Regions from separate parts of the Sus scrofa genome. Here region 1 is linked to region 2. A link is a contact called in public Hi-C data. All regions are on one chromosome and are shown on one strand. Each heading gives the region's core, a stretch centred on a gene start, on an enhancer-like site or on the middle of the called end of the contact. The rest is flanking DNA. Distances are from core to core; before and after follow the strand shown.

Region 1 (5,139 bases), core at 2,618-5,117, 68 kb after region 2:
TCAAACTTCTGCAATCATCACACAAAATTTCTAACAGGTGACAGATGTCTCTCTAGAACAACTGAGTGATTAAGGTCAGCATGCCTTTAAATCAAATAGCACAAGCGCCTTCCAAGTTGCTTTTATACCCTACTGATACCCTGACTGAAAATATAGTCTTTGCAGAGGGTTGAGAAATCTCACACATTAAAACTTCAGATCAGCACAGATGGTAACCTTGGAGACAATCAAATGCAAAGCTTTATGCGTCCTTTCGGCACAGTGCAGCTGTCATTTTACTTGTATTAAAGCCATTTCATGGGAGGTATTAGTATTCAATAGAGCATGTCACTAATTGGTCTAAAACCATTTATCACAGAGACGCGGCTATATTTATGACTATTTTAAGTACCCACTTCTAAAATAGCCCCTATGTTCAAATTACTGGAAGTACTTATCATAGTCAGAGAAATAAAGAGTTATGGACCTTAGAGCAATTTTTAAATAAATTAACACAATAAACAAAAATCACCTTAAAATAGTTTGAAGCTATTTTCTTCAGAATTGTACCAGACTTTGTTAGAGTTTTCTAACAGAAATTCATTTTATTCTTTTTTTTTTTAAAGTTTTATTGGTGTATAGTTAACTTACAAAGTTGTGTTAGTTTCAGGTATATAGCAAAGTAAATCAGTTATACATATACATATATCCATTCTTTATTCCCATGTAGGTTACTAGAAACTGTTCAGTAGAGTTCCCTGTGCTATTCAGTAGGTTCTTGTTAATTATTTATTTTACACGCTATTCCTATCTTCCCAATTCTCCTCCACAGTTTCCCCTTTGGTAACCACAAGATTGGATTTGAAATCTGTGAGCTTCTGTTTCATAAATAAGTTTTTTGTATCATTTTTATTAGATTCCACATATAAGTGATAGCATATATTTATCTTTCTCTGTCTGACTGACTTTACTCAGCATGATAATTTGTAGGTCTATCCATGTTGCTGCTGATGGCATTATTTCATTCTTTTTTATGGCTGAATAATATTCCATTGCGTATATGTACCACATCTTCTTTATCTATTCCTCAGTCGATGGGCATTTAGGTTGCTTCCATGTCTTGGCTATTGTATAATGCTAAAATGAACACTGGGGTACATGTATCTTTTCAAATTATGGTTTTCTCTGGATAGATGCCCAGGAGTGGGATTGCTGGATCATATTCATTTTAGTCTTATATGAACTACAATGACACCTTTTCCTCCTGTGCTTTGCAGTTTGATCTAATTTTTTCTCAGATCATAATGTAGTCATAAATTTCTGTGTTGCCTACCTCTTCCATCTCCATCTCTTCCTGGTTCTCCTCTATGTCCATGATTCTTTACAATCTTTCCTCGTTATGATTTTAAACAATTTCTTTATCCTACTTATTCCTTTTACTGACAAACTCCACAAAATACTGCCTATGAACAGTGTCTTCTCTTTTTCACCATCCACTTATGCTCTCTGGTTTCTACTTCAATATTCTCATCAAAAGCAGCTTTCCAATATTCAATTTCAACAGCATTCTGATTCCAATAGCCTCTGTCAGACTCCACTCTCTCTGTCCACTTGTCCCCAAAGCTCCTTCATTGACTTCTGGAATGCTGAAACATTCAGGCTCCCCTAATGCTCTGGTAGTTCATCATCATCCCTCTGTTTCCTTTATGTCAAAATTCTTCAAAGTTTTGTCTAACATGACTTTCCCAGGAGATAATTCAAAAAGTTCTATCGATGAATCTGATCTTTTTTTCCAAAACTTTCAGAACCATTTTGTTCTAGATATTTATTAAACAACTGCCAACTCCTGGTTTCATTTGGTTTTGTTTTTAACCACTTAATAATATCTCCTTAGGTCATTGCCTCTTTTTCCCCTACTACCACCACCCAGGTTACAGCCCTTACAGGTAACTTTTCCCTTAAATGTCTTTATTTTTCAGATATTTTAAAGTATATGAAATATATAAACAATAAATAATAAAGCATAATTTAAAATCTTATGAATGGACCAGCAATCTAATTGAAAAGAGAGTTAAAAAAAAAAGTCCTTTGAACAGTTTAGTGTTTGATGAGGAACATGTCTTTGTTTGGAAAATCCCTGAAGCCTCTCCCTTCAGCCTTAGTCTTCTTTGGTATACAATTTTCAAATCACTGGCTGGAAACTGTTGCATTGGCTTCTAATTTTTCTCTGGCCATCAATCCATATTAGAAATTAACTTTATTAAGGCAAAGCACTTATATACACAAATTCCTTCTTCAGGAAACCTGCGAAGACTCCCTACCACCTAAATACTACACTTGCGATCTTCTCTCACATTGTCCATCCTCTATTTTCTGGCTTGTCTTCATGCCTGTTGGATTGCTACCATTCACAGAATTTGTTTTCACCCACTGCTGAAGGCTTAGCATGGCACTCTGTGCATTGGAACTAGTCAAAAATATTAAATTGAATTCTCAGTTCAAAACTGAAAATTTTCAGGTATACATTGTTATACAAGGGTAGCACTAAATAGATACGCCTTTTTAAAAGTATGATGCATCTTGGCATTCCCATTGTGGCTCAGCAGATTACAAACTTGACTAGTATCCCTGAGGATGTGGGTTTGATCCTTCACTCAGTGCGTTTACGATCCAGCATTGCCATTAGCTGTGGTGTAGGTCACAGACACAGCTTGCATCCTGCATTGCTGTGACTGTGGCATATGCCACAAGCTGCAGCTCAAATTTGACCCCTAGCCTGTTAGCTTCCATATGCCACAGGTACATCCCTTAAAGTAAAAAAAGTATGATGCATCTAAACTGCCTAAGGATTTTTAGAATTTACAAAACATTTTAATGAGTCACTAAAGGTTCAGTCTTGTATGGACTGCCCAGTGAAAAAGATTGCCAAAATTCAGTCTAATTAAAAGCAGAAAGAAAAAAGCAGCAGATTTTTTTTTTCTAAATAAATCTTTCAAGGGAAAAAATATCTTAGGCACACTTCATGAATCTTCCTATAGTCTCAGAATGTAAGCACTCTAATATTCAAAATTTGAGAGACATGGTGGAAACCAACCTGTAACGCAATGTAGGTTAGGAATGTAATACATAGTTGTTGATTTTTTCCAGAAGACTGGCCAGCCCTGGCTTCCAGGCCCTTTACAGTTCAGCTCAGATCACCTTGTTCATCCTCATCTCAAGCTATCCTGACCCTGCTTGGCTCCTAAGGCCTGGCAACACCATGCTTGGGTGTCCTGAATAAAGTAAACAATATGATGCCTATAGTTCAGAATCAACAGACGGATCCTTATATTCCCACTTGCAGGAATGTCTCTTCCCTCCCGGTCTGGAAGATCTGAGGCAGGAAATACATGGGCTCCAGGATAGACATTTACAACTACTCTCACGTTTATACTTCTTGATGCAGGACATAGGTGGGCTCCAGGATAGAGTTTACAACCAGCCACGTGTTTATACACTGAGATAGAAACACTAATGGGAATAAGGCAAATAACTGGACTTTCCCTTCTGTGCAAAGTTAACCAATGTTAAACAATTGCTTAATACTGTTAAACAAAGGTAATGGCAGGGGTAGAGAAGGGCTAAGCTCTGTCAGGGTAAGAGATCAACAGGTCACATACCTCCCATCCTCGGGGTCAGGGAGACCCCAACTACACATGTGCAGAAAGACCCCTCAGGGTCAAGAAAGGAAGGAGACTCAGGCCATAATAAGTCCTGGTAACCTTCGCACAGGCCCTTGCTCTGGAATCCATCTGGGCCAAAAGATGCACACACAGATCGGGAAGGGCCCTGGCTCTGATCGGGTGTAGAAAGAAAACAAGATAATTGCCCAAAGGAAAACAAAGACCTGGAAGAACTGCCTCTATGTAAGTTATTTAAATCAACCCCTTGGCACATTTCCCACTTGCAGGGGTGTCCACATGCCCTGTTTTGCTCCTGAACTGTTTCTCTGTGTGCTTTCCCACATCTTGTACTTGTCTCTAACAATAATCTTTCTACCTATAAAAACAGTCTTCACCTCCTTGAAACATTCTTGCCTTCAATGGGGCAAGAATCAGGGCAATTCAATTCCAATTTTCACCTAGGCTGTCCAGGTGCAATTCCTGAACAGGGAATTAAGGTCTCACTTCAAGTCATCACTCACGGCTGTCTCTCTGAGATCCTATTTGTCCTGCAAAATGCAGCTCAAATACCAGCACTTTTGTAATTTAAAACTTGGTAGAATGATGTCCCTTTCCTATCTGCACCCTTCTCATTATATACATATTTCTATTGCAATAGTTACCACATTTCACTAATGTTATGGTTTACCTGTCTGATACTGTTATGGTTTACCTGTCTGATACTACTTAGCATGGTTTATCATCTAGAAGGAACAATCAATAAATACCTCTTAACTGATCTTATTGAATTGCTGTATTATTATGGTCACTAAAATTACTGATTTTTCTTCTGTTCTTCCCTCTGATTAACAATGAGGTCATCTGCATACCAGAGACTCACAAGACAGATATAAACCCTACTTCCAAGAAAAGAAATCTTACATGTTATAGCTTCTTTGTTGAAAACCACTAGTCAGTCTCTACATGTATTCTTAGGGAGTTTAGCATCTTAGAGTGAGGCATTTCCTTCAGATACAGATTACAAGAAAAATATTTGCATGTCACCCTTTACTAAGGCAAATGTTTTCTTCTTTTGGACATTATTCGAATATACCCAACATCATCAAAATCAGTTCACTCCCTTTAAACAAGTCCTTTCAGTGAGCCTGGAAAAGAAGTGGTTTTCTCTAATAGCCTTTCGCTGTCTTTTTGCAGAGACAGACATGCTTAATTAAAACTGAGGAACTTATGGCTTTTGGAGTGAGAGAAAAATGTCTCTAAACATCAGAGTATCACTGAAGGTTCAAGGAAGCCACAGCCCACGGAGGTACACTGTTACTTTTGCAGGGGGATGATGCCGAGATTGGTGAAATGAATTAAGGGTGGAAAAAGAGTTCACATATCTACACTGATATGGAAAAAAAATTGTTCTTAACTTATCATCCACATTGTATTTCTTTACAGAACCAACAGCATCAACAACTTCATCAACTATCTTATAAAATAAAAATTAACTCAG
Region 2 (5,110 bases), core at 538-3,037:
TTTTCCCCAGCTTTTCTGATGTATTTTGAAAATATCCTATTTATTAAAGAATGTAAATTGTACAAATGGAGAAAAAATATCAATTTTGAATGAGATAGAGTTGATTCTAAATTATATATTTTTTCCACTTACTGATGACCTTGAGCAGGTTAAATGAGATCCCACCTGTAACGATCTTATTATAGTGTCTGGCATATGGTAGAAAATCAATATACACTGGCCTTCCTGCCCCTGATTTCTCCAACTCAAAATAGCTTCTTCTCTCCTTGAATGACATGTGACAAAAAACATGTCAACTCTGTCACCTTGGAGTTGTTCATGATGTCTTAGTACTTGTCACAAAGGAAATACCTGCCCTTTTATAAGTGACAAATCATTGATGGCACATATACAAACCAAACCCCCCAAAACCGTCAATGCTGGAAAACAAAATCCTAAATGTTGCAAATAAGCTCATCAAACTCAGAAACTTAACAGAGCCCCCTCACTCTTCATTGAGACAAAAAAAAAATATATATTGGTAAGGAAAAAAAGCACTGTGAATTTCCAATGACAACATTATTACAAGATATTCAACTAAAATAGTTACAGCATTAGCTATATTTTCATCCTATTTTGTTATTTACAACATGCTAACCACCATGTATGCAGTGAGAACTGGGTCTGCTCTGAAAACTAGAAAACATCTGATTAAGAATATAGACTAGATAGCATTGGGCTCTCTAATAAAATAAAAATAAAATCTAATTCTGGGCCCTTAACCAACCTATTAAAATTCTTTTCTGTGTTACTGAAAATTTGTCTTGATTAGGTCTTATCCAGTTTACCAATGTCTAATAATAAGTAACTGTGTCCAGGAGACCTGAAATTTTTTAAGATTTTGGAGTCTTAACCACAACTTTGATAGACTTCGATGCCTTTCTATAATTATTAGTGCATACATTAATAAAGGCCAGTGTGTAAGGAAGGATACTGAATTTTAAGAAGAGTGCTTGGAGAGTCCAAGAGGGTTTGGTTTCTGGGATCAAGTATCTGCATGTGCTCTGAATACACACATTTTAGTCTAATAGTCTAATATTAAATGACCATGTATTTAAAAGCGGCATTAGATCAAAGCAAAAGCCAAAGCCAAAAATTAGCATAGAACGAAAATACTAAAAACATGCCTCATGTATAATGAATATGCCAGATCAGTAACAACCCTAGAAAGATAAGGTGTATATTAAAAACAAAAATCTAAATGAAGGCAAACCTGAATCTTATTTAAAACAAATTTTTCTTTAATTATTTGTCAAAAAATATTCTAAGTCAGTCACAGACAACCAAATGTATTCCCTGGAAAGCAAGGAAAACTCACAAGGTACCTATCAAGAATAACTTTCATAATAATGCAAGTTACCATCTATCACTGAATTTCTATAACACATTGAGCATTAAGTGTTCCCTTAAAAAGCTAATAAAAATAAATAGGATTATGGAAGAGATAAATACACATCATCATCCTGTTATGAAATACATATATCTTTTTAAAAGGAAATGATTTATCTGATTATATAAATAATACACATTTATTATAAAACTTTTGGAAAATACAGGAAAACACCCAAAGGAAAGGAAAATCACCTCCGTTACATACAAGAATTAAAGTTCAATCTACTAGTTAACCAATAAAAAGAAAGACTCACATTGCCTGACTTGATCCTTGACAGAATTCTATTTCAGGGCAGAGTTTTAAAGGTCTAAAACTCCCTGACTCGTGTATTCACCTTGAAAAATGATAATATTTGTTCAAGAACTTTCTGTGCCAAAATAAATTAGGTTATGGAAATTGATAAGAACACTTAGGTGGGAACTGCTCACAGCCCAAAGGTCTGTTTGGTTTTAATGCTGTAAGCTGCACTCTCTTATTCACGGTGGTGACAATTTTAAAAAGGTCTGGAAATTGTTTCCAATGTTGGGCCTTAAGTAGCTTTCATATTAACAGCTCATTTTGAGACGTGAGTTGTAGCTCACATCTGAAGGGCAGATTGCCTTCTGGGATGTTAGGGACTGCTGTGTACGCTACTGGATTTAGCTGAGGAAATTTCCTAAGAGACATAAAAAACCTGAGACAACTTGACACAGTCAAGAGTGAAGGCTGCCCCCCCCCAAAAAAAATTCAGGTTCAAATGCTAGAATTATTAGTATCTCAGAGGAATTGTGAGAATTACCTGATATAGCAACAATAATAAAAACAGGTAACATTTTTGAGTGTTTGGTATTTATTGGCATTGGAAGTATACTAACAAATGTATGGGCATATTTAATTCAACCTTCAAAACAATCCTATGAAGGAGACTCTGCTTTTCTCCCCATTTTACTGAGGGGAGAAACTGAGGACCAGAAAATTAGAAGACTGCAGCGCTAGTGAGTAGCAAAGTCACCACTGGATCCTAAGCAGTTTGGTTCCAACATGTTCAGTTCTTATACTGTGGGAGTGATAGCAAGTATGTAAGAGTGCCTTTTACAGCACAGCACTTTTACTGTTCTGAATATAGTACAAGGCTCCTAGGGTGACACTGTACCTAAAATGATATAGTTTAATCATAAAGCATCAAAGGCACAAGTGGCCCAAAGCCATAAACTCTCTAGATGCTAAAAGGCCAATGTTTTAAGACTCAAAGAGTTGTACAGAAATCAGGGACCTTGGATAAGCAAAGCCTTATCATTGCACTATGGGATATTTATAAAAAAGTATGCAATGAACATATTTTTTTCTTTTTAGGGCTACACCTGCAGCATATGGAGGTTCCCAGGCTAGGGGTTGAATTGGAGCTGCAGCTGCCAGCCTAGACCACAGCCACAGCAATGCAGGATCCAAGCCACCTTTGCAACCTCTACATCACTGCTCACAGCAATGCCAGATACTTAACCCACTGAGCAAGGCCAGAGATGAAACACACATCATTATGGATACAAGTCAGGTTCATTACTGCTGAGCCACAACAGGAACTCTGCAATCAACGTATATTTACTACTGAACACAAATCTACTGTAATAGGGACAGGAGATAAAATGAAAAGTAAGGGACATTCTCTTTCAGAAACTTCATATGGGAGAAGAAGCATCATTCATATGTCTCCCTTAGGACACTGTGGGCTTCTTGAATGAACCAACTAGGACTTTCACACTTTCATATCCTCCATGTTGCCAATTAGGTACCATCATGTGCCTATCATGTCCCAATTATAAACTCCACATTGCCTTCACAGTGTAGTACACAATAGGTATCCTTTGGTATCTCTCTGTCTCCTTTTTTTTTTTTTTTTTTTTTCTTAGGGCTGCACCTGAGGCATATGGAAGTTCCCAGGCTAGGGGTTGAATCAGAGCTGCCACTGCTGGCCTACACCACAGCCACAGAAACTCAGGGTCTGAGCTGTGTCTACAACCTACACCACATCTCACAGCAATGTTGGATCCTTAACCCACTCAGCAAGGCCAGGGATCAAACATGCAACCTCATGGATCCTAGTCGGGTTCCCTTCTGCTAAGCCACAGCAGGAACTCCCATACAATGGGTATCCTTGAGATAAAAGGCAGCATGTTTAACCTGGCCCCAAGTGCTGTGCATGCTCTGGCCTTGCTTTGTGTCACCCCACTCTCCCACCTCACTCATCATTCTTGTGACACCAGTACTCTCCCACCTCAGGAAGTTTGCCCACAGGCAGCTTTCAACACACATATTACTTTCATAGAGAAATCTCTCTCCTATACACTAGCTCTAACCTCCCTATCAGTCATTCTCATCTCAAAAGATACTCTTCCTTAACACTCACCTCAAGTATAAATAAATACTTATTTATGGAATTAATTGTATAAGGGCAAAAATACTTCTCAGCCTTATTTGGTGGTATAACTCAGTATCTAACATAGTATCTGATACCTGGTAGATGCCCAATAGTGATTTATTACATGAATAAATGAGTGAATAAGTGAATGATTAAGCATTTCTGAACAAATGAATCCTTTTTGGAAGATACATATAATCATATCTAGAGGATCACAGATGTCATAAAAATGATAATACTGAGAAGCTTAGAATTTACTACAAAATAGGGTTATTAGAAATGATTGCCCCTTTAACTCATGGTAAAGTTGGTTGTTGGATACATTCCATTACTCCTCTTTTGCTTACACTAATCAATCATCCATCTAATGCTTTTTATATTTTTTGAGCCCTATCCTATATCAGCTTGAAAATCCATACCTTAGATGTTCAAGTCAGAAGCTCTGACTGCCTCTTTGCTATCTCCACAAATACTTACATCCCCTCTAGGTCAGCATCCATTTGTAGGAATTATCTTGGAATTAATTCAATGTTCTAAGAGGCTAAGACCCCTTCCAAAGGCACAGGGCTCTTTTTGTAAAGAAGGTTCTGGGTTGATTTTGTACTAATGAATAGATTTACTTAATAAGGAGAGTCACAACTTTTTTCTTCTTAGGATATCACTAATGGCCAACATCTACCATTATTTCACATACAAAAGGTATGTAAGACATTATCAGTGGATTTGATTGGAAAGACAAGAAAGACAAGAAAGTAATAGGATGTTTAACTCTCAAGTTTAACCTAACTAATTTTCTCTTCTCTGACACATTCTAGTCATTGGCAAATGGAATACTGAAACTAGGAAGATGTTTCCAGAGAATCCAAACTATTTTTCAATCTACAGAAAAATTAGCGTTTATTTGTACAAATACAAACCCAAAACTTTTTCAGCCATCTAGATTGTTACTGAAATAATAGGAATTTACATCTTCATTGTCAGTTTTTGGATTACATCTTATTGAAAGTTTTTAAAAACTTCTTCTCTCTCTGTGTGTGAATGTGTGTGTGTGTGTTTATATTACCTCCTATGGGCATTTAAAAAAATCTGTCCCAATAAATCAAAGAAGAAATTCTTAAGTTTGCTATTTAGTGGAATGAGATCTTGCCACACACTCTCCAAGGTAAAACATTTTCAAGATGACTCTAAGAAAGGAGCAAGATTAAGAACTATATGTAAAAAAATCATCTAATTCACTAAGTCCATTTTAAAGACCTTATGTAGTTATTTTATATTTTCCAAGA

The links. A called contact is a pair of places that touch in the nucleus more often than the background predicts.
Region 1: a contact with region 2 is called in a Hi-C map of liver, with 1.9 times the contacts expected there. The contact joins two enhancer-like sites. A contact is called at or near these places in 1 of 5 promoter capture datasets (liver) and 1 of 47 Hi-C or Micro-C datasets (liver).

What each region holds. Positions count from the first base shown.
Region 1 is chr4:31,170,789-31,175,927 of Sscrofa11.1, forward strand. All of the region lies in intron 1 of OXR1 (oxidation resistance protein 1), which reads right to left. Among named protein-coding and RNA genes, the nearest start is that of OXR1, 82 kb to the right of the region's middle. Within about 2 kb of position 3,868, at least 3 of the 83 cell types and tissues checked have an H3K27ac peak or open chromatin away from gene starts, as enhancers often do. A contact at or near this core is called in liver, where this site is marked.
Region 2 is chr4:31,104,529-31,109,638 of Sscrofa11.1, forward strand. The region is part of intron 2 of OXR1 (oxidation resistance protein 1); the gene reads right to left. Among named protein-coding and RNA genes, the nearest start is that of OXR1, 150 kb to the right of the region's middle. Within about 2 kb of position 1,788, at least 3 of the 83 cell types and tissues checked have an H3K27ac peak or open chromatin away from gene starts, as enhancers often do. A contact at or near this core is called in liver, where this site is marked.